Regions from separate parts of the Mus musculus genome. Here region 2 is linked to region 1. A link is a contact called in public HiChIP or PLAC-seq data. All regions are on one chromosome and are shown on one strand. Each heading gives the region's core, a stretch centred on a gene start, on an enhancer-like site or on the middle of the called end of the contact. The rest is flanking DNA. Distances are from core to core; before and after follow the strand shown. Region 1 holds the start of Riok2 (RIO kinase 2). Region 2 has its middle 13 kb from the start of Fpr2.

What was found. HiChIP or PLAC-seq counts read pairs in DNA pulled down with a chosen protein or histone mark.
Region 2: a contact with region 1 is called in an H3K4me3 HiChIP or PLAC-seq map of bone marrow-derived macrophages, with 5 times the contacts expected there. The contact joins the enhancer-like site here to the promoter of Riok2 in region 1. A contact is called at or near these places in 9 of 39 promoter capture datasets (the 3T3-L1 cell line, the C10 cell line, frontonasal cranial neural crest and 6 more), 4 of 484 Hi-C or Micro-C datasets (Sertoli cells, cerebellar granule neurons, cerebral cortex and 1 more), 5 of 115 datasets of contacts at active chromatin or transcription factors (astrocytes, bone marrow-derived macrophages, embryonic stem cells and 2 more) and 3 of 9 other capture datasets (adipose tissue, liver and macrophages).

Annotation. Positions count from the first base shown.
Region 1 is chr17:17,371,630-17,376,779 of GRCm38.p6, reverse strand. Riok2 (RIO kinase 2) reads right to left here and starts at 2,448. Exons shown (of 10, transcript NM_025934.2): 1 at 2,110-2,448. The coding sequence starts at 2,175. Gm36768 (predicted gene, 36768) reads left to right here and starts at 2,564. Exons shown (of 4, transcript NR_168690.1): 1 at 2,564-2,766; 2 at 3,546-3,606.
Region 2 is chr17:17,898,652-17,903,801 of GRCm38.p6, reverse strand. No RefSeq gene overlaps it. Among named protein-coding and RNA genes, the nearest start is that of Fpr2, 13 kb to the right of the region's middle. Within about 2 kb of position 2,796, at least 48 of the 459 cell types and tissues checked have an H3K27ac peak or open chromatin away from gene starts, as enhancers often do. A contact at or near this core is called in bone marrow-derived macrophages, where this site is marked.

The sequences.
Region 1 (5,150 bases), core at 1,199-3,698:
CTAGTCTACAGAGAGAGTTCCAGGACAGTCAGAGCTACAGGAGAGGGACAGGGAGAGAGAGGGAGGTTATATTTAGGACATCAATCTAGTAGGAACATACAAAAACTGGAAGGACTGTACTAGAGAATTAATATAGTGCCTTAGCTATGATGAAAATAGGAAGCAGCAAGGGCCAGCTGGTGGTGGTAATGAAAGGAGGGCATTAAGATTCTTTTGCCCCTTCATATGTGGTATGTTTTCCATGTGTGTGCACTGTGTGGAGGCCTGGGTTCATGTCTTTCTAGACTGTTCTCCATTGAATTAAAGATCTTCAGGAAGTAGTAGGGGAGATCCAGACAACAATGTAAAAGGGTAAAAGAAATGAAGAGTCAAAATTCTGAACTGAAGAAAAAGGATTATTAAAAATATTAATGAGATGGGGATGTGAAAAACTGGGGAGAGTGTGTGGGGGGTGGTGGTGAACATTAAACATGCAACAAGTCAAGAAATGGTAACTGGCAAAGAAATGGCAAAGAAGTTCCTACAGGGAGCAGCCAGGGAAGACAGCACTGGTGGCATCCATTGAGTCCAGAATGTTAAGTCTGCTGCCTAGGTGAGTCTTTAGGATCTTAGAAATTCTGGAAGAAAAATCTTTACTCTGGTGTCCCACCATAACTGCGCCTTTGAAAGTTTTAGCTCGTTCTTATCTCCTTTCCTTGCTTCCCCAATCCTCCAATACACTTATCGACTACCCTATTTTTGTCAAGACACTGAGAAATGAATGAATGTGCTGAGAAGGAAAGCCATTACTTAAAGAAAAAGCCAGGTTAATTAAGGAAGCTATAGGAAAAAGGAAGCACATGCCAAAGTTCATGTGGACCTTGCATTTGATGAATTTGTAAACGTTACCTACTTAACTTGGCTACAAAGGCTTAAAATAATACATGAACCAGGCAACTCACATTTCATATCCTATTATGCAACACAGCCCTTACCAAAAGTCAGCAACTCCTAAACAAAGCCTGACTCATTCTAACCTTACATAACTGTCCTGATTTCTGTGCCACAACACTAAAACTACAGAATCAGATTTTGTCATCTTCCTAATTAAAACATTCACAGGTCAGGCAGTGGTGTCGCACGCCTTTAATCCCAGCACTTGGGAGGCAGAGGCAGGCAGATTTCTGAGTTTGAGGCCAGTCTGTCTACAGAGTGAGTTTCAGGATAGCCAGGGACACCCAGAGAAACCCTGTCTTGAAAAACCAAAATAAATAAATAAATAAATGAATTAAAAAATAAATAAAAATAAATCACGGGCTTACACACACATCGTTTACTAGGCCTGCAAGGGCTTATATGGTTTGGTTCTCATTTTCCATGTATGTCCCCAACCATTATATCGAACCTTTCTCTTCTATGAAGACTCTCCCTCCCATCTCTGAGTTTTTGCTCTAATTTGCCTCTAACTCTCTCCAAGGACACCTCTTCTACAACTCTCTCCAAGGACACTTTTTTCTCCGGCAGTTAAGATTCATTGGTTCGGGGGGTGGGGACAAACTTTGTAGTTCGATTAACAGTAAAGACAAGATTCTTGGATTCTGTCTCCATCACTGTAAAACTCAAAGACAGTATCCTTCCAACACGTGGCTACTTTCTATTTCTTTATCCTTTGTTACCTTCACGGTACTTACTATCTGACTACATTGTTAACATATTGATTTGCTGGTCGACTAAGAGGCATCTCCTTTCCTCCTTTGTTTTGCACTCTGCTGTTATATTTGATAGAGAAAGCTGACTTTTTTTTTTTAACATTAAGTGTCTGAGTCTATTAGAGGACTTAACTCCCACCCTCCCCTAGTTTGGAAGCCAAAGATCAATGAAATTTCCCGGGCCACAGAGACGTAAGCACATCTGCAGCAAAAGAAGCTGAAAGGAAGAACCATGTTTAGTAAAAGATAGTTCTTTTTTTCACAAAGCTTCATGAAAATCAGACCTTGGTGCCCTTTACCCAGATCCCAGCCTCGGCAAACAATCCACAAATCAGAGAGCCCTCACTCAGCTCCCAGCGACCTTAGAATAGCAGGAGGAGGACGTCACCGAATGGATAAGCAAGAAAGGTGTACTCCTTACCGCAGTCAGAACTCTGAAGTCATCGCGGCTCATGTACCTAAGCTTGGCTACATTCACCTTCCCCATGCTTGCCCAGTTCCACCACGGACGCTCTCTGGGAAGACGCAAAGTTGCTGGGTAATCTCGCAGGCTTTCGGCGGCGACCTGCCCGCGCACGCGCCCTGTATTTAAGGTGCTTATCGCTAGGTAAGAACACGTGCTCAAGAAGCAGTAGAAAAATGCTATTTTTTTCTCGTTTTTGTAGCTAAAAATCAGGCAGAAGTGATTTTTCAGCCCCTAAATAAATAATTTACGTTTGACTGATTTGGCAAGTTGCAAATGTTTTACATAGTATGCCACGTTACTTTTCAGAGCTGCTAGGACCTGATTGGAATTAAGGCCGGACTTCCGCATGCAACAGTGCTTACGTCACGAGAGGGGCGTGTTTTATTCGTTCCGAGCCACGCCCACTTTTAGTGCAGCAACTGTGCACTGTAAAGTCAGGGAGGGAAATGAGTAAGCGAGACCGGAGGCCAGCAAAACCACTGAAAGGGTGGCCACAGAGCCGCACGCGCTGTCTCTCGGCAGCCCCACCCCTGTCCGGCGGAGGAGGGCCGGGTTAGGAGCTGCCCCGCTGGCCTGGGACGCTGATCCCAGGACGGGTTAGGAGGAGCTTCTGTACGTACTATCCAGTGCTCGCTTCCAAAGAAAGCGCGCACCTCAATGTTTCTTGGGTCCAGGAGCATTTGGGAGGCTTAACAAGACAATGTACCCAAGACAAAGACTTTTATTACCGTACCTTCATCCCGACAGCAGCAGCATAGTAACAAGTGTGACTCATGTGATATTCAGTACCTGTGTTTCTCATTTCACGAATTATCTATATTTCAGTCCTTTAAGCTGCAGATCTTCTCTGGTCAGCTCTTAGGTTAAGCTTGGGCGCTATAAGTGTCCAGTGTTATGATCTGCTTTATACTTGAGAGATTGCCAACGACTGGTGTGTAACTTTTTTTTTTTTTTTTTTGAGGTATGTGCAAACTTTAAGGACTCAGATTAAGATACCTTCGTGTTCCTTCCATACTCCACTCCTTCCAGTTTCCAAGAAACAATGTATTCATTTCCTCCTTTTGGAGAGTGGTGCTGAGTATCTTCCTGGAGTAAGCTCTTTCATAAAGCATAGGGGCAGACAGCAGGCTGTAGTGTCCGTATCGGTCCAGCTAAAGTAGTTGGTAATCTAAAATCATCAAATCGAAACAAAAGATCAATCCTTTTTCATCTCTATGTTCCTGTCTTTGGGGTCTTGTATGCTTGAATACAGGATTCTAGGCATATCTAATTAGGACTTAACTAATTAAGACCGTTGTACACAATGGAATTTTTCTTTCTACATTAACATTAGAACATGTGAAAACAAAAAGTTTGAAGCTTTGATTATCTGTCTTTCTGTCTCCTTTCAGCATTGCTCCACAGAGCCACCACTAATTGAGTGGGTTTGGATCCAAGTTCTGGAATATTGGGGTAATCACAGTCCAGATTTCTCATCTTTTCAATATTGTGGGTTTTTTGTTTGTTTGTTTGTTTTTTTAGTAATCAAGTCATTTATGAGTAAAGGATTTAAATTCAATCTTCCTTTCTCACCATACTTAGTGTGACTTAAGCCAGTGGTTCCCAACCATCCTAGTACAGCGGTCCTTTAATACAGTTTATTTTGTGGTGATTGCCAACAATAGAATTGTTTTTTATTGCTACTTCATAACTGTAATTTGCTACTGTTACAATTCTTAATGTAATGCAAATACTTTTTTGGAGACGGGGTTCCCAAAGGGGTCTGGACCCACAGCTGACTTAGCCTATTCTTCATCCATTCACCATTTATCAAATATAGATACCACTTTTTTTTTTCTAGGCTCTGGGGAAACTTAATCCCAAGTCCTAAAACTTGAACTTATGGGAAGGAGATGTGTAAAAAACCACTGGATGTAACAGAAAAGCCAAGGACTAAGAATGTTGAATTTCCCTTTCCCAGACTTCTCCACTGTAGTCAAACTCATACAGACACATGTTGCTTCTCATAAAGGACCCTGAGTGCCTAAAGTTCTCATTTTTTTTTTAAAGTCTGGAATTCAATGTATTTAACAATCTATGTCATCTCTTTGAGTCAGTTTGTAGTCATGTCTGTTTGTTCTTATTGCAACTCCCTTAGACAGTTACCTATGAAAAACCTTTTAGCTGGGTTGTGGTGGCATGTGCCTTTAATCCCAGAACTTGAGAGGCAAAGACAGGCAAATCTCTCTCCACTCCCCTCCCCTCCCCTCCCCTCCCCTCCCCTCCCTTTCTCTTTAAGATTTATTTATTTTATGTATATGAGTAAACTGTAGCTGGACAGATGGTTGTGAGCCATCTTGTGGTTGCTGACAATTGAACTCAGGACCTCTGCTCGATCTGGAACTCCTCACTCTGGCCCCAAGATTTATCTATTATTATATCTAAGTACACCATAGCTGTCTTCAGACACACCAGAAGAGGGCATCAGATCTCATTACAGATGGTTGTGAGCCACCGTGTGGTTGCTGGGATTTAAACTCAGGACTTTCAGAAGAACAGTCAGTGCTCTTAAATGCTGAGATTGCCTGAAGGCAAATCTCTTGACCAAGGCCAGCCTGGTCTGTAGAGTCAGTTCTAGAACAGCCAGGGCCACAATGAGAAAACCTGTCTCCAAAAACCAAAAACCAAAAACCAAAACTAAAGCAAACCAAAAAAGAAAAAGAAAGAAGGAAGGAAGGAAGGAAAGAAGGAAGGAAGGAAAGAAGGAAAGAAAAGGAAACAGCTTTTATTTTATACAACTGGCCCAAAAATACTTCCTATATTTTCAATTCCTAAAATGGATTCTAGCAATATTTAATGAAAGACAGCCACCATGGCAAACCTCCAAATATTACAGTTTCCCCCACAGACAAGTTTACAAATACTTCAAAATATCTGCTGGAACTCTATCATGCTTTAGAAAATTTTGTAGCAGTGCCCCAGACCTAAGCCCCCAGACCTTAGCACAACTCACTCCA
Region 2 (5,150 bases), core at 1,547-4,046, 530 kb before region 1:
TTGCCCAACCATTGGCCACTGGTATCTTTATTGATAGATCAAAACCCAATGGGGAAGGGGACTGAAGAGATGGCACAGAGGATAAGGGGACTGACTGCTCTTACAGAGACCCTGAGTTCAATTCCCAGCAACTACATGGTAGTTCCCAACCATCTGTAATGTGATTTCATGCCCCTCTTCTGGTGTGTCTGAAGACAGTGTGTACTCACATACATAAAGTAAATAAATTAATAAAAAATTTTAAAAAGCAATTGGGGGCTGGAACCTTCAACATTTGGAAAAGCCGATTCCCAATGAAATCAAAGCATTAGAACCTGTCTTAGTTAGGGTTTTACTACTGTGAACAGACAGTATGACCAAAGCAACTCTTATAAAGACAACATTTAATTGGGGCAGGCTTACAGGTTCAGAGGTTCAGTCCATTGTCATCAAGGTGGGAACATGGCAGCATCCAGGCAAGCATGCTGCAGGAGGAACTGAGAGTTCTACATCTTCATCTGAAGGCTGCTAGCAGAATACTGGCTTCCAGGGAGCTAGGATGAAGGACTTAAAGACCACACCTACTCCAACAGGTCCAAACTTTCTAATAGTGCCACTCCCTGGGCCCAGCCTATACAAATCATCACAGAAACAATCACTAACAGAGTCCTTTCTTGTTGTGTCCATATCTTTTTGGAGATCAAGGTGGTGTCACTGTTCCTATAGGTATGGCAGGATGATTTAAAATGAGCAGGCTGGTGGGTCACCATCATTGTAATTGATGCTGATGCTGTGGCTGCACCTGCTGCCACTGAAGCCACACAAGGACAGGAGAGAAGAGGGAAGGGAGAGGCTAGGCAGCAGTGCAGTAAAGAGTAGAAGAGTGCAGCTTCCAAAGCACTGGGCACAGGGGGTTCCGACAAATTTGAATAAATTTTTGTTCTAGATCCCGTGGTACCCATCTTCCCAGCAGTTGTCAGAGATCCCAACACTATTGAATCAGCACCCCAATTCATAGTCTGAGATCAAACAGCTTATGTTGTGGCAGTAACCTCAGATAAGACCTCTCTGGATCACATGTTCCCTACAAACAAAGACCTGGTCTTTGTTCAGATGAGGCTAACTCTGGTGCAGCCACGACTCAGTAGAGAGAGCCCATAGGGCCCTCTGCCTTAAAAGGCTAGCTGGGGATGGTTACTCAAAGAGTCCAAAGAAATGATGTATCTATCAGAAGAGGATAGAGGGACACAAGTGTTCCCTATGTTGACAGGAAAGACATGGGCCATCAGGCTGGGGACTTCTCCTGGGTTTTGCCACCATCTATAGGTTATTTCTCTGCCAGTGAAATAAGCCAATTTGTGCCACATTAGATTATATTAAAGGCAGGTTTATTGGGAAGCTGGTCTTGATTGAGTTCACTGGCCCCAAAGATTGAGACCAAAGGAATTGCCATTGGGGGTGAAATGGGAAGAAAGGACACATGTGTGTGTGCACGCAAGCGCACTTGTGCGCGCACACACACACACACACACATATATACACAGAGGGGAGACAGAGATGTATGGATTATTTAGAGAGGAGCCTCTGGGGGAGGGACAGCCTAGCCACTTGACTAAAAACTTCAAGGTTGGGGTCAGGGTATGCCAGGTAGGAACTGAGGGATGCTGGGAGAACCAACTGGAGGCCAGATCTGCTCTGATATGTAAAATATGTATTTCAATCTCTTTTTTTCCAGGGTCCAAAACCAAACACTACACCCAATTCAATTGATTTCTCGAGTCTCTATCTGCATATAGACTATACAGGAATAGGAACTAGCAATATGTGGATGTTTATATGTGTGAGTTTCATTATCTTCCACCCTACACAAAGGTTGCCAACAATGGGAAGTGGTGATTGTTCCTGGTTCTGAAAGCAGAACTCCATGTGTAAGTTTGGACACTTGTCCTAGTATTTCATTTGTGCCTCAGATTGCTTATTTATGAAAAGGTATTTGTACAGCACAACCTCATGGACAGGAACACCCAGCAGTCTAATGCTATTAAGTCCTATCATACAACACCATCATAGAATCATGAAATGCCTAATACTTCCCTCATTTCTGAACTCTGTTTCTTAATAAGGAAGGTGATGTAAAATAAAAATACTTTACTACCATATGTTTTCATATTCTCATTATTTTTTTCTTAAATCTAAAAAAAAAAAAAAGACCTAGATTTACTACACTGGAATTTGTGGTATGTGCTCTATATCAGTTATCTTGTCTATTCTACTCTAATAAAAAATTATATTTGAAACTAGTATAACTCTGAATTCACAGGAAAAGTGAATGAGCCTCCTAAACTATGGTCACATCTTGCCACCACTTTAAGTGATCTTAACCACTGACACTCTCTCCCCAGTCCCACCAACACCAGTTGTACAGCCTACAAACCAGGAATAGTTTTCTTGTTTGGTTGGCTGGTTTTGTTTTATTTTGAGTTTTGCCTGAACATGAACAAAATAATAAAACATGATGTGTGAAGTGATGTGAAATCCAAATACTATGTATTTAAATGATGCACTGTTGGCATATTTTCTTTGTACTCATACTATAAAACTGAGTTGAGGACCCTGAAGCCTGCTGGGTATTAAATATTAACATTCTCACCCTTGATAGAAGATGTGCATCCCTGGTTAAATGACTTATATCACCCAACTAGTGAACTACCTAGGCCTGGTTCTAACTGAGAGCCTGCATAGGTTCCCAGAGACAGTTGCTGGTAGTCTGTTACCGCACAGTAATTATTTGTGTCTCAAGCATGGATTTCCCCCACCACAGATCAGAGTCCCACTTCCTTTGGGTTTGCATAAATTGTGCAACAGGGCCTCATAGAGCAGAAGTGCACCCTAAGACTGTCCTGATTTTCTTCACCCTCTAAATTGTGCCCTAAACACACATGCCTCAGCATTTTCACAGTTGCTGTGTGGTAACCATGGGCTATTGGTCAAGAAAGAACAAAGCTTCAGTAATAAGGGTGATGGAGCCAGTTTCCCATCAAACTATCTCCAAGAAAAGCAATCAGAGTTCAAACAACCTGACAGTACAACAGTTACTCTCTATTGATTCTCATTATTGTTTTCTCTGGAGATCTGAATTCTTAGCAATGTAAAAACTGATAACCCTTGCCACATTTCAGTGTGTTCCTTTTGAGATGACATAACCTCACTCCAATAAGATCACTGATTTCACCAAGTTGGATCTGACTTATTCTTTCCTTTCCTTTCTCCTCCATGTCCTATCTCAGGTAAACAGCCATATTTCCATATCTCTCCACAAAAAGTATCACACACAACATCTCCCTTTCTTGGAAAATTTCTTTTTTTTTTTTTTTTTTTTTTTTTTTTTGGTTTTTTCGAGACAGGGTTTCCCTATAGCCCTGGCTGTCCTGGAACTCACTTTGTAGACCAGGCTGGCCTTGAACTCAGAAATCCGCCTGCCTCTGCCTCCCGAATGCTGGGATTAAAGGTATGCGCCACCACGCCCGGCTTCTTGGAAAATTTCTAAAAGGTTCTTGTTATAAATGATCACAAAAACAAGCTGACAGAAGTGTGTGCTATTGTGTGATGGTTCTGAGACTGTGGCTAAGAGTAGAAAGGCTGACCACCTCTGACTGTCTGAACTATTCAGATTTTCTCCCTCTGTCTGGGTATCTAATTCCTATTTCTCTTCTCTCCATCCCTTCCTTTCACTGTTTATGATAGGTTCTGTTTGCTCCAGCCTCTTCTGCTTTCCTCAACCAGGATAGGGGCATCATTTAAAATGTTAACAAATAAAGTGATTAATAAGCAAAAATAATTTAGTCATCTAAACAGTATTAACCCCTGAAAGGACATATTTATGTTGATCTGCAGTACATTTACACCTATAGAGTGGGCTAATGCCCAAGAACCCTTAGGCTATGTAATAGTGACAGGAAAGTCACATCAACTGCAAGAATCAATCCTGAGATGAAGTCTCTGGATACCCTGCCTTTCAGAGGTCACTCATCACAGATTGTCAGGAGCCATCAGAGAGGCTAAGGCTAGCAAGTGACTTTATTGGAGATAGGCCACCTTTTCTATATTTTCCACAGTGAGATGATTTTTATGTTTTATGTGTTTGTTTTCATTGTTTTGGTTTGGTTTCTTTGTTTGTATGTGTGGGCGTTTTCCCCCTTGTGGGCGTTGCAAGGGTGGAGCACAGATACAACAGGATGAGTAGATGAGCAGCCTGGGGTGCATGATGTGAAATTCACAGAGAACAAATACAAAGCTTTCTAAAATACACAGACAAGCATCCCTGGCATGGCTTGCTCCAGGGTTTTTGGATTTGTCTTACATGCAGATGCAAAGCAACTTACTGGTTGCTATATGCCCTCTTGTGGCTGTTCAGACTCAAAACACTAAACACTGAAATAGAAGTCATTCAGCCCAAAGGAGATCAAGGGAGAAAAGCTATTCAAGAAAGAAGGTTATGCTGCTAGGGAAGACAAATTATAGAAAGTAGTAATAAAGGAAGAAGGAATGAAAGAAAATACATTAGTGAACTGGTTATAACTGTGGGTGGGAACATTTATTCCTTTAGCCAAAGACCACTGAACCAACAGAGAATAAGTTCATGGGGATGGGAAGTTGTCTGTGCATAGCCCAATGAGTATCTTAGGAGTGGATACATAGGGCTAATGGTCAGCTCTTTCCTCCTTCAGCCCTCGACCTATGATTACTCCTTATAGGCAATATCACAAAGTAGACAGATACAAACTTTCTCAATGGACTTTTCTCTACCCCAGAGAAGAGACATCTATATCTGATTCTCCAATATGCCAAGCCACCTAACTCATGGATAATGAAACTTATGCCTGTCCAATAATTTGCAGTGTGGGCACATCAACACATCTTATTTGCTATAAATGAACAACTTAACAAGAAGGAATTATGGGTCATTCAAGTGTTAGTGATTTTGGCAGAAGCTTCGTTTGCCTATAAAGAAAAACCACAACACGTATAAAGGTCTCAGCCAATAACAACAAGGAATGACAGATGGAACTGGCCCAATGTGATCAGCATTAATGATCTAATCCTTTGACTCTATCTTCCAAAACTTGCTCTAGAATTGAAATTTCATTGGGTCGATAACACACTTGTCAATA